Linked DNA regions of Sus scrofa: region 2 is linked to region 1. Evidence: chromatin contacts called from public Hi-C data. All regions are on one chromosome and are shown on one strand. Each heading gives the region's core, a stretch centred on a gene start, on an enhancer-like site or on the middle of the called end of the contact. The rest is flanking DNA. Distances are from core to core; before and after follow the strand shown. Region 1 holds the start of LOC102160475 (laforin-like). Region 2 holds the start of ALDH2 (aldehyde dehydrogenase 2 family (mitochondrial)).

Region 1 (6,511 bases), core at 2,380-4,879:
CATCATTGAAGGCTATCTTAGGAAGCCTACCATCTCCCAGGCAAAAAATAGAGGAAACATCTCCTTCCTTAGGGCTCTGCCTTCTCTGTTTCTTGACGCCCTCAAAAATTACTTATTAAACACCTACAGTGGGCTGGGTGTTGGGGATGTGATCAATAATACAAATAAGATTCTTTCCCTTGGTGAGATTACTTAGTCTAGTGGGGGAAGAGGACACTAAAGAATAAAGTGAACATACAAATAAAAACTGTGCTAAGTACAAGGAAGTTAATTATGAGATAATAGGCACATCTAATTTAGATTGAGACAAGGGTCAGGCAAAGTCTTTCTGATAAAATAGTACTCAGAAGGTGATTTAAGACGTGTAGAAACTGAGCTGTGTGTGTATGTGTGTGTGGGGAGGGAAGAGTAAGTTTCTAGATAGAGGGAAAGTACATGCAGATAACAACCAATATGTTTAACTGCCAGACTCAGATAATTTAAGGAATGGACCTCATCTCTGCATCTCTATTACATAGGACAGTGCCTGTCTGTGCCAAGAATTGAAAAGTTCTTACTTATTGAATCAATAAATGAATCCAAGGCATCTTCTACTTCCTTACTGTTCAAGTTATTCAGAAATTTTCTCCCAAAGTTCACTGCTGGGTCACATTCTTAGTTTGAATGAGGTAGCATAGGCAAAGCTGCTATAACAAAAAGACATAAATACATAAAAGCTCAACACGACAGAGATTTATTTTTTTTCTCATGTAACAATACTGAGTGGATGTTAAGGTCAACACAGCAGACTTCTCCTTCACTCAGGTATCTTCCATCTTAAAGCCTTGCCTTCTCCATAACCTGGTCATCATCTTCCGGCTGACAAAGTAAGTAAGAGCATCTGTTCATAGATTTTCTGGGCCAGGCCTAGATATATGCACATGTATTCTGCTCACTTTCCACTGGAGGAAAGCATAGGCATATGGCCACACCTTTTTTACGGGGGTTGAGGAATGTAGTGTAGGTAAATGGTCAACAAAGGAGACAACTACGTCTGCACCACAATATATCCAATTACTTATCCTCTAGTACATCACATAAGAACCTCAAATTAACCAGGCAGAAAAGAACTCTGGATTCTCCACTCTCACTCTCATCAAGTCTTTCATTCACTGAATGTCCCATCACCCATACAAGCTGCTTAAGCCAGAAATTATTCTGGATTAGTTTCTTATTCACATTTTCCACACTGAGTCCTTCAGTAAGTCCATTCACCTCTACCTCCGAAACATATCATAAATCCATCTATTCTAACTTTACCGCCACTTTACTGTTGGAACATCATAATCATCTAGGTTACCCCACAGCCTCTTAATAACTGTCCATGTCTCCAATTTTTTTTTGCTTATTACGGCTGTGCCCACAGCATATGGAGGTTCCCAGGCTAGGGGTTGAATTGGAGCTATAGCTGCCAGCCTATGCCACAGGTCACAGCAACACCAGATCCTTAACCCACTGAGCAAGGTCAGGGATCGAACCAACAACCTCATGGTTCCTAGTGGGATTCATTTCTGCCACACAACGGGAAATCCTTTTTTTTTCTCTTTCTTCCATGTCTCCACTTTAACTTGCCCATATTTCACTCTTCATACAGCAGTCTTATCTTTTAAAACATAAATTTGGTATCACTCTTTAGTTTAAAACTTTCCACTGGCTTAGAATAAAATCCAAAGATCTCACCATGACCTCTATGGGTGTATATGATACAGGCCCTGCCCATCTCTCCAACCTTTACCACTCTCTCCTACTCACCTTACTCCAGCTACAATGACAGATGCTCCTTGACCACATTTAGTTTACTTTCACTTTAAGACTTTTCCACATGCTGTTCCATCTGCCCAGAAATCTCCTTGGATTTCTAATGAGACAGCTCCTCCTCATTTATCTGAGGTCTCTGCTTCAAAGTTACCACCTGGGACCTTCCCTGATCACCTACTTGGAAAAAGTCCCCACATCCAGTTATTCTCTTACCTCAGCACCCTGCTGACTTTCTTCTTAGTATCCACAAACTCTGTGCTTTTCCCTCTTTACATTCTGCTTCCTTTTCTGGAAAGTAAGATCTGTAAACAGGTACCATATCTTGTTTCTACTGTTTCCCCAGGATGGAGTTGGCCTGGCACACAGTGGTGCTCAGTAAATAAGTGAATGAACGAAGATCTATCAAGAGGTGATTAGGCAAAAACTCCTGCAAGGTCCTTTGACAGGTTATTGGTGTAACATAACGAGCACAAACCTTGGTTCCAATTTTGACTTCACTAGTTCTCAGCTGTTTGCAAGAGAGTTCCACTTACTTCATCTGTTACTTCATCTGTTATCTCATCTGTTAATAGGGTATAACAATATACTCACCTCAGGAGTTTCCACTGTGGCTCAGCAGGTTACAAACCCGTCTAGTATCCATGAGGATGCCAGTTTGATCCCTGGCCTCGCTCAGTGGGTTAAGGATCCTGAACTGTCACGAACTATGGTGTAGGTCGTGTAGGTCGCAGACACTGCTCAGATCTGGCGTTGCTGTGGCTGTGGTGTAGGCCAGAGGCTACAGTTCCTATTCGACCCCTACCTAGCCTGGGAACTTCCATGTGCCACAGAAGCGGCCCTAAAAAGCAAAAAATACATACATATTTTATATATTCCACATACATACACTTACCTCGAAGAGCCAAATGCCTACTTTATAAAGAATAAGGAAACTAATGGAAAAAAAAAGAGCTTCACGCAAAATGAAAGCCCTGTATACATAACTGTTATTGCTATATATCTGTTCTTACCTCAGGATTCTTCCGGAGGTTCAGTGTCTGACCTCTATCACAAGCCGATATCCTCTGCTTCTTCCGCAGCGTGTTTCTGCTACCATAAATCTAGACCACGACGTTAGGAAAAACACAGAAGGTGAGAAATGTCCCGCTGCCACTCGAATTGGGTGGTAAGGTCCAATAGCCCCGCCTGGTCTGGGGCCTTTGACGTCATCAGCACTGCGCCGTCGCTGCGGAGGGCCCGGGGGCCTGTCCTGAGTTTGGCGCCACCTTGGGGAGGCCTTGGCAGACGCCTGCAAGTCAACTGCGTGGTTCGGGGGCGACTCGGAAACCCCAGCGGACCGCGGCGAGGGGCGCGTGGAGCTGTGGGGGCACGAAGTCTGGCCGCAGGAAGGGCGGCCCGGAGTTCAAGTAGTGCACAGCGCCGGCAGGCGGGCGGCCGGCAGGGCTGCCCGGCGCGGGTGTCCCGGCGATGTGTGGCGCTGAAGCAGCAGCGGGAGCAGCGGCGGCGGCGGCGGCGGCGGCGGGGTCGGCCTCGGCTTCTCGGCGGTGCCGGCGGCGGAGGCGGAGGCGCAGGTTCCTCTTCAGGACCTGGCGAGCCCGGGCCTAAGCGGAGGCCCTTCGAGGCCCCAGCACAGCGCCCCGGATCGGGGCCCTCTCCGCCTCGCCCTGCCCCGGGAGCCTGCCTCCCCGGCCGGGGATGAGGCCGGGAGGCGGCCGCGTGGGGCCCAGCACAAAGGCTTCTTCCCGGGGGCCGCTGCCGCCGCCGCCGCCAGCCTAGAACCGCCCGCCGAGGCCGAGCCGGCGCCGGGGCCTTCATTCCTGCCGGTTCCTGGGGGCGGCTGCTGCCAGTCTTCCCGAGGCTCGGGGTCCGGAGCGCTGAGCTCCTTGTTCCCTCGGCTGCGGTGGGATCAGGCAGCTGCGCAGCCTCCGCTGCTCCCGGCCGTGCGGGCCTCGCGGAGCATGTCGGAGGAGAGCGACATGGAGAAAGCCATCAAGGTAAGGGGGAGATGCCCCCTTCCTCCCCCCTCTTTGCTCCTGTGGCATTCCTCTTGCCTCCAGCAGTAGAAAGAAGAGATAACTTGGAGAGATTGCAGCATCTCCCAGATTTAGATCTTCCCCGGATTTTTTGGACTGCATTTTACAGCACTGGGGCGAAGGGTTGCGCGCGCGTGTGTGTGTGTAGAGAGAGAGATTTCCGACTCCCTGCGGCGATTTATTTGCTTAAAACCGGCATGTGGCTAGTGCTTAGCTAGGATGGAAGTGAGTGGCGTGGAGATGCTTGACGTTTGTAGGATGGAGGGGGCCGTACTACTACTCTACTTTAGACTGCTGCCCAAGTGTCGTCAGAATTTGCGTCCAGATAATATGCAGCAACACTTGGAGAGTTGGACTTTACCCATCGCTGCAGATTTGTTTGAAATTTGCATTTTCAGAAGGAAAACCTGTTCTTTGGCGAAGAGGTTGTTCTCACTTTTCCGTGTGGCCTCTCCCCTTTTCAGTGGCTACAAAAGTCTTGAGGTAGGTGCAAGTCTTATGTGATCCAGGAACAACAAGGTGTCTTGGATGCAGTGGGTCAGTGTAGATTGTTAGAGACAAGTAATGGGAAGCCAAAGCACATAGGGCCTTGTAGGCCATTGTAAGAAGTTTAGCTTTGACTTTGAGTAAAAGAGGAAATCTGGGAGAGTTTTGAGCAGAAGACAGATATAGTTTTAGTGGGCAAGTATGTAAAGGGGGAGGCAGTTTTACTTAGTGGTTGTAAAAGTTTCTCCAGGTTGACTCATGAGTTGAAATCTTAGCCTGGCCGTTCATTTAACTGTGTCCTGGAATAAGTCACTTTACTTCTCTGTCCCTTGTTTCCTCATCCAAAGAAAGAGGATTAAAAAAAGCCCCAAAAACAGAAACTATTTCCTATCTACAGGGAGCTATATTTTGCCACTTGTGATGGAACATGATGAAGGATAATGTGAAAAAAAGAATGTGTGTGTGTATGACTGGGTCACTTTGCTATATAGCAGAAATTGACAGAACATTGTAAATCAACTATAATAAGAAATTAGGAAACAAGAAATGAAAAGATACCAAACATTTAAAAATGTTAAAAAAAAACAACTTTCTCCAGCTCAGAGCTTTTTTGTTTTTTTTGGGTTTTTTTGAGAATTTAATAAGCACACATATCTGAAAGTGCTTTCAATACCTAACATTTAGTAAGAACTCAGTGAATATTAGCCCATAGTAACTTAAGAATGGTTTAGAAAGAGTTGCAGTTTTCTTCAGTCATTATTATCCAAGCTAATTTTCTTAAAAACATTTTTTTTCTTCTCTTCATGTACTAATTAACAAGCCATTGGTGAATCTTCCTACTAATTTGGGTATGTACAACCAATACAAATTAGTGGAGTTTAAAATATTTGCTCTAACAAACAGTACTGACTAGGATATACTTCCATGGAAGTAAGCCAGCATCACATCAAATAAAAGTCTTGGTTTGTGGCAATGTGTTGTATTCATTGTTGTGCTTTTTTCAGCCGTCCCTCATTTGTTGAGAACTGAGACCTGTAGAGTTCAGCTGGAAAAGCTATTTTTCTAGGCTCCCACCACAACACTTAAATTTCTGCCATCTGACTACCAGAGAGTGGTCTGATTGGACTTTAAGATCGCATCCTTTTACTCTTAAAGGTATTTGGATTAGGCCAACTGGCTACAACCAAAAGCTCTTCTTCTCATCTCTGTCTCTACTCCCATAGCCACTTGACTTCACTACTCCCAAGTCACTTACCTAGACTAGATAATGAGCATTTTGGGATTAGAGATTGTCTTACATATTTGTTTTTTTGTTTTTGTTTTTTTAAGGCCGCACCGGAGGCATATGGAGGTTCCTAGGCTAGGGGTCGAATCAGAGCTGTAGCTGCTGGCCTACACCACAGCCACAGCAATGCCAGATCCAAGCCTCGTCTGCAACCTATACCACACTCCGTGATTAACTCCCCCCCCCCTTTTTTTTTTTATTTTCCCACTGTACAGCAAGGGGATCAAGTTATCAGTACATGTATACATTACAATTGCATTTTTTCCCCCACCCTTTGTTCTGTTGCAACATGAGTATCTAGACAAAGTTCTCAATGCTATTCAGCAGGATCTCCTGGTAAATCTATTCTAAGTTGTGTCTGATAAGCCCAAGCTCCTGATCCCTCCCACTCCCTCCCCCTCCCATCAGGCAGCCACAAGTCTTTTCTCCAAGTCCATGATTTTCTTTTCTGAGGAGATGTTCATTTGTGCTGGATATCAGATTCCAGTTATAAGTGATATCATATGGTATTTGTCTTTCTGGCTCATTTCACTCAGGATGAGATTCTCTAGTTCCATCCATGTTGCTGCAAATGGCATTATGTCATTCTTTTTGATGGCTGAGTAGTATTCCATTGTGTATATATACCACATCTTCCTAATCCAATCCTCTATTGATGGACATTTGGGTTGTTTCTATGTCCTGGCTATTGTGAATAGTGCTGCAATGAACATGCGGGTGCATGTGTCTCTTTTAAGTAGAGTTTTGTCCGGATAGATGCCCAAGAGTGGGATTGCGGGGTCATATGGAAGTTCTATGTATAGATTTCCAAGGTACGTGATTAACTTTTTAAGAAACTGCAAAACTTTTCCAAAATGGAATTGTTCTAGGACTATTTGTTCAACACACTGTCTTTTGCTTATTGAATTAT
Region 2 (6,671 bases), core at 3,000-5,499, 47 kb before region 1:
AAGGAATAGGCAGATCCATGTAAAAGAACACAGTTCAGAAATACTCAATTACTTAAGGGCATTTAGTATACAAAGAGATGGCTTTTCATACGGGTGGGGAAAAATTAATTACTGAATAAATGGTGTTAGGAACTCCATGCAACATCTTAAAAAAAAAGGAATTGGTCTTTAAATCTTTCCTTATACCAAAATTAATAAAATAATCAAATTTCAGAGTGTAAAATATGAGCAATGAAAGTACTAGAAAATAAACATTCAAAAAATGGTGTTGGGGCATTCCCATTGTGGCTCAGTGGTTAACGAATCCGACTAGGATCCATGAGGTTGCGGGTTCGGTCCCTGCCCTTGCTCAGTGGGTTAATGATCCGGCGTTGCCATGAGCTGTGGTGTAGGTTGCAGATGCGGCTCGGATCCCGCGTTGCTGTGGCTCTGGCATAGGCCGGAGGCTACAGCTCCAACTAGACCCCTAGCCTGGGAACCTCCATATGCTGCGGGAACGGCCCTAGAAATAGCAAAAAGACAAAAAAAAAAAAAAAAATGGTGTTGGGAAAGCTGGATAACCACATGCAGAAGAATGAAAATGGACCCCTATCTTAACATTACTCACAAAAATTAACTCAAATTAACTGGAATAAAGACTCAGACATGAAACTCCTGGAAGAAAACAAGAAAAAAGCTCCGTGACTTTGATCTTGGAAATGATTTTTTGGATATGACACCAAAAGCACAAGCAACAACAGCAAAAATTAGTAAGTGGGACATTTCAAACTAAAAAGCTTTTGCACAGCTTAAGAAACAATCAACAAAATGAAAAGGTAGTCATCAGAAGGGGAAAAATATGTGCAAATTGTATATTGGATAAGGGGTTAATACCCAAAATACATAAAGAACTCATATAACTCAATAATGGAAAAACAATCCAATTAAGAAATAGGCAAAGGAACCAACACATATTCTTCCAAAGAAGACATATAAATGGTCAACAGGTACATGAAAGGAAACTTGCACCACTAATCATCAGGGAATGCAACTCAAAACCACAATGAGATATCATCTCACACCAGTTTGAATGGCTAACATCAAAAAGTCATTGTCAATGAGGGTTGGTGAGGATGTGGCAAAAAGGGAATCCTTATATACTATTGGTAGGAATGTAAATTGGTATAGCTACCATGCAAAACAGTATAGAGGACTGCCTTATGATCCATCTATCCTACTTCTGAGTCCAAGGAAAATCTAAAGAAGCTAAAATAACCACCCCAAAGAGCCACCTGCACTTTCATGTTCACTGCAGCACTATTCACAATAGCCAAGATACAGAAATAACTTGTGTCCACCAACAGATGAATGGATAAAAAAGACATGGTATATAGACACACAATGTATATATATTGAATACTATTCAACCAGGAGAAAAACATTTGTTAACAACATGAATGCACCCTGAAGTCTTCATGTTGAGATAAGTTAGAGAGAGAATCACAAATACTGTATGACCTATGTTATATGTGGAATCTAAAAAGGTAAGCCCACAGAAACAAGTAGAATGGTGGTTACCAGGGGCTGGGGAGTGGGGGAAATGGGGAGATACTGGTCAAAGGGTACAAACTTTCAGTTATAAGATGGATAAGTTCTGGAGATCTAATGTACAGTATGGCAATTAGAGTTAACAATACTGTATTAAATACTTGACATTTGCTTAAAGAGTAGATCTTAAATGTTCTCATCACAAAAAAAGAAGTGATAATTATGTGATGTGATGGAGGTGTTAATACTATGGTGGTATTCATTTTGCATTATGTAAGTATATCAAATCAATATGTTGTATACCTTAAACTTACACAATGTCATATGTCAATGAGATCTAAATAAAGTTGAAAAAAACCCATAAGTTAAAAAAAATAATCTCAGAGTAGAAAAGGTTTTATAGACATAAGATAAAAGCCAGAAGGCATTAAAAAAAACAAACCAAAAAGCTCTAAAACAAACAAACAAAAAAACAAGGTACAGACTAAGTAAAAAGATAAAAACAGGATTGACAGAAAGTATTTGCAGCACATATGACAGGCCAAAGGTAAACTGCTTTGACGTAAAGAAAGCCCCTATAACTCAATTTTATAGAAACCAACAACCAATCTAATAGAAAAATGAGCAAGAACATTAACAGTTTGTAGCAGTGGAAGAAAACATGACTATACAGTCAAAGACACTCAAGCACATTTCTAAAAAGAGAAATGCTTTTGTTCATCTATTGGATTAGCAACACTAACCAAAAAAAAAATCTGATAAATTGTATTTGTGAGGGTGTGAAGAAACTCAGACATGACAGGGGTGGGACATAAACTGATCAAATCTCTATGGTGGATAATACAGCAATAGTCATATTTATTTATTGGCCACACCCATGGTATGTGCAGTTCCTGGACAAGGGATCAAACCTGAGCCACAGAGGAAACCCAAGCCACAGCAGTGACAATGCCAATTCCTTAACCTGTTGTGCCACTAGGAAATTCCAGCAACACCTATACTTAAATTGTCCATATTCTTTGACTTAGTAGTTCCATTTTTATGAAGTCAAGGTTATAAATTGCAGTATTGTTTGTAAAGATAAAAAACTGGAAACAACCTAAACGTCCATCCAAGATCAGTTTCCTTGAGTGCGGTTACAGAAGATCTCCCACACACATTTCCAAGCAGAAAAAGCAAGATGCCTTGGGGGAAGAGAAATGCAGGCTGGGTGCTGCATTCAGAGAAGAGAGGCAGACTTACTTTGCAGCTTATCCCTGCAGCTGATCTGCAAACCTATTTCCCCTTCTTTCTGGGTACAGGGCCTGTTTCCTAGACTCCTTGATAAGGAGGAATAGCCACATGACTGAATTCTAACCAATGAAACAGGCTTGACCCAGAAAAACCTCCCTTGTGCCATTCTTAATATTTTTTCTCTCTTTCGGTTATTTGGACTGGTGCTGAGACCCAGGGGAACTTTGGGAATCAGGCTTTGATCTCAGAGTCACACAAAGAAAAGAGTCTGGGTCCCTGAGTTCCTGCCTAGAGGGGAACATCTGTGTGAGAAACGTGTAGGTAGGGACTTCATTGTGTTTGGCCACCAGAATGCTGTGGTGTATCTATTTCAGCAGATTATAATATTCTTACAATATCCTTTTGACATCATATTAGCTCTCCAAAACAAAGCAAAACTGGAGCAATACCTTTGCCTGGTACTCCATACTTGGGCTTTGTTCAATCTCTTTGGGCTCAGCTCCAACAGCTAGAGCCTTAAACAGCTCCCCAGACACTTGGCACCTAGATGTGCCCCTTTCCTCTGCTTCTCTGCTGTCAAAATACTTATCTCCACCCAGCTCAGAAACTGCTGCCAGGTTTCTTCAGTCTTTCTTGGACTTTTGCTGATATTTATCTGGTTGAAATGTACACATTTGACCCAGGATCCATCTGCTTTCCTATCCATTGTCCTCTCATTGCTCCCGTGTCCCCAGTGCCCAGCCCTGGGATGTCTGTGGAATAAGACAGCCTGGAAAATCCTTACTCCCACCTCTGCCCTCCTGCAGTCTATTTTCCACAGAAGGAGTAAGCAATGAGTTTATGATGCAAAGCCAGCAAGTCATTCTTCCCTTCCAAACCCCCTCACCACCGCCTTCCAGTTCTGGCCCCATCCACCTCTCTCACCTCACCTCCTAATCCTCTCCCCCTGGTTCCCTGGCCTCCAGTGTTTCCCCTTCTGCCACCCAAGTCGGGTGGTCCCACTTCAAGGCCTTGCCCTAGCGTTCCCTCCTCCTGCAATGCTCTCCCTTAGTCACAGTCCCTTTACGACTCAGGTCTCACGTGTCAATTCCTGACTATGGGATTTAAAAGTAGTACCCTTGCCCCAACTATCTCTTCACCCTATCCATTTCCTTCGCATCCCTTTTCACTGCCTGAAATTACCTCGTGTTTGGACTAGAGTTGGTCTCTCCCACTAGAGTGTAAACCCCTGTAAGTCAAGGTCAGGGGTCGCTGTGGTTCAGGCCTGTACATATTAGGGGTTCAGGCACGCAGTAGGGGTTCAGCCAACGCACGCAGAATCCTGGAGATCCATTACTTCTACACCCTCGGCGCGCCAAGCGCAGAGACAGTGGCGGGCCTGCAGGGAGATCTGGCAATCCTCATCTGCTCCCCTCCGGGTGCACGCCCCGGGGCCCCGCCCCGCGCCTGCCCATTGGCTGCCGGGCGGGGCCGGGGAGAGGTCCCTGGCTCTGCGTTCGCCTTGCCCGCCGCCACCTCAGACCCGCCGCTAGCTAGCCTCTCGGAACTTCAGCTCCAGCATCGGCATGTTGCGCCCTGCTGCGCTTGCCGCCGCCCGCCTCGTGCTCCGCCAGGGCCGCCGCCTATTATCGGCCGCCCCTACCCAGGCGGTGCCGGCCCCCAACCAGCAGCCCGAGATCTTCTACAACCAGGTGAGGCCGCCCCCCAGCCGCGCTAGAGCTTTGTTCTCTTGGGGGACGGAGCCCGTCGGGTGCGAACGGCCTGGGCCTTCTTGGGCCTCAGTTTACCCAATTGGGACTTGAGGGGTTTGCTGCAGTTGCTCTTTCAGCATACTCCCTTCCCTGCCCGCGAGCAGTTTGGCCCCGTAGCCGCCAACGACACCTCTGTTTCATTATGCAGCTGTGACTTTGGACGCTTTTCGTCTGGCAGATGTCCGTTTTTCAGGGCCGACTCTGGGTCCCGTTCACCTTCCCCCTCCACCCGGATCGTCCTCGGATTTCGGGCTTCTTAGTCGCCTCTGTATCTGAGCAGTCTAAACATCACCCACTCAGAGGACATGTCCTTTTAGACCCTCTTTGCAGGAACTGTTTTGTCTTTTCGCAGTTAATCTCTTTTAAAAATCTCTTTACTCATGCCCTCATACAAGGAAGTCCAAAAGTAAAAACAAGAAATGGAGGGGTCCTTTTCAGCTAAGACTTACTAATTTGCTAAGGCGCTTCCACTACTGGGAATTGGGAAAGGGTAGATTATTTCCCCACCTGGTCGGTCGCAATCTCCGTAAAGTATTGGTGCCTTCCAAGGGTCTTTGATTAAAGCAAGGAGGGACTTTCCAGGATAACACCGATTCCCAGTAGTCGATTTTTTGCTCAACTAGGACTTTGGAATATTTTCTGTTTTGATCTTTGAGTTTGGGTAAGGTGATGGATTTCACAGAGAAGAAAACTGGTTATGAAAGAGTTCGTTTTGTTTGTGCAACAAGTGTAGCTGCTGCTGCTCTTCTGAACTTCAACTTCTTTGAAGTTGGAAGGGGTCAGAGGGTGAGCACAGGGCCTCACACTGTGGGCACTTAGAGGAATAATGTCTCATTCTCTGTGCATTTCCTTTGCATCTGGCACTAATCAGAGCACTTGTTTTGCCATTTAATCCTTAAACAGCCCAGTGAGGTAGGTACTGTGATTATCTCCATTTTACAGATGAAGAGACTGAGTTACAAGAAGGTCTCCTGAGTTGCCCAAAGACTGCAGTCAGCATCAAAGTTGAGGTTCACATCTAGGCTTCTAAGAGTAAGCCAATAACCAGAACTTTCCGTGTGGTACCACTGATGCAACTCTGGGTGGGAATAAGGGGGTCACTGCTGATTTAGGATGCTGTAGAGCCTACCCCTGGCTGGCTGCTTTCAACAGGGGACCTGCTTGTCAGAGCTCGGCTGCAAATCTGCACACAGGAGATGGGGAAAGGCGCATCTGTGTGATTTAAGGGATGTTACAAATAGTCATTTGTGAGGGAATAAAAACAAAAGATAAAATAATATGCCTTTTGCATAACACAAGCCAAAAAGGCAGCAACTTCTGCTCCCTTGGTAGGCTGCTTAAGGAGGAGTTTATGCTTGAAAGACTTGAACATCAGGCAGAAACATCCTCAAAGGAAAAGCAGCAGCACACTAAGCCTTTGTGGTCACAGGATCTAATTAAAATCCTCCTCCTCTGTGCTCTTGTGGAAGTGAGGAAACAGAGTCCAAATGGGCACATAGGCACGGTAGATAGTTTGAGTCCTGTTCTCTAGTTTTAGTTTGGGAATCTAAGTTGGAGCAGAGTGAAATCTTCCTGCAGCTGCTTTTCTTTATCAGATTTTTTTGAGATCATAAAAGTAACCCTTGATCACTGTGTAAAAATGAAGAAAGTAAAACTTCCTGCATACTGCACTGTACTCCCTCCAAGAGCACTGTTCACTGGTAGGTCTGTGATCTTACAGGCATTTGTGTGTGTGAGCATGCATCAGACTTTTTTTTCTTTTTAACATAAATGAGATCCTTGCACTTACTGTTTGAAGTTCTGTCTCATTGAACAATGTATACAGATTATCTTCCTAAATCAGTTAAGTACATTTAAATCTTAAAGTACATTCAGATCTTATTTATTATTCCCAAGGGTTGCAAAGCAATCCACATGAGCATTATACTCTGCTGGAACTAGCCCCTTTTAAAGCTCCTTGAGATGTTTTCAGTGTTGAGTTGTTGCAAATCCTGCAATAAAACTTTTTTTTTTTTTTTTGTCTTTTTGCCATTTCTTGGGCCGCTCCTGCGGCATATGGAGGTTCCCGGGCTGTGGGTCGAATCGGAGCTGTAGCTGCCAGCCTACACCAGAGCCACAGCAACGCAGGATCCAAGCCATGTCTGCGACCTACACCACAGC

The links. Hi-C and Micro-C count contacts between places; a contact is called where the count stands out from the background.
Region 2: a Hi-C map of liver shows a contact between it and region 1, with 1.9 times the contacts expected there. The contact joins the promoter of ALDH2 here to the promoter of LOC102160475 in region 1. A contact is called at or near these places in 2 of 5 promoter capture datasets (fetal liver and liver), 13 of 47 Hi-C or Micro-C datasets (alveolar macrophages, blood, embryonic fibroblasts and 7 more) and 1 of 2 datasets of contacts at active chromatin or transcription factors (alveolar macrophages).

What each region holds. Positions count from the first base shown.
Region 1 is chr14:39,883,024-39,889,534 of Sscrofa11.1, reverse strand. It overlaps LOC102160475 (laforin-like), which reads right to left and starts at 3,629. Exons shown (of 3, transcript XM_021074221.1): 1 at 2,808-3,629; 2 at 558-683. The coding sequence starts at 3,612. The coding sequence ends at 2,911. MAPKAPK5 (mitogen-activated protein kinase-activated protein kinase 5) reads left to right here and starts at 3,637. Exons shown (of 14, transcript NM_001143694.1): 1 at 3,637-3,791. The coding sequence starts at 3,756.
Region 2 is chr14:39,930,691-39,937,361 of Sscrofa11.1, reverse strand. It overlaps ALDH2 (aldehyde dehydrogenase 2 family (mitochondrial)), which reads left to right and starts at 4,249. Exons shown (of 13, transcript NM_001044611.2): 1 at 4,249-4,451. The coding sequence starts at 4,326.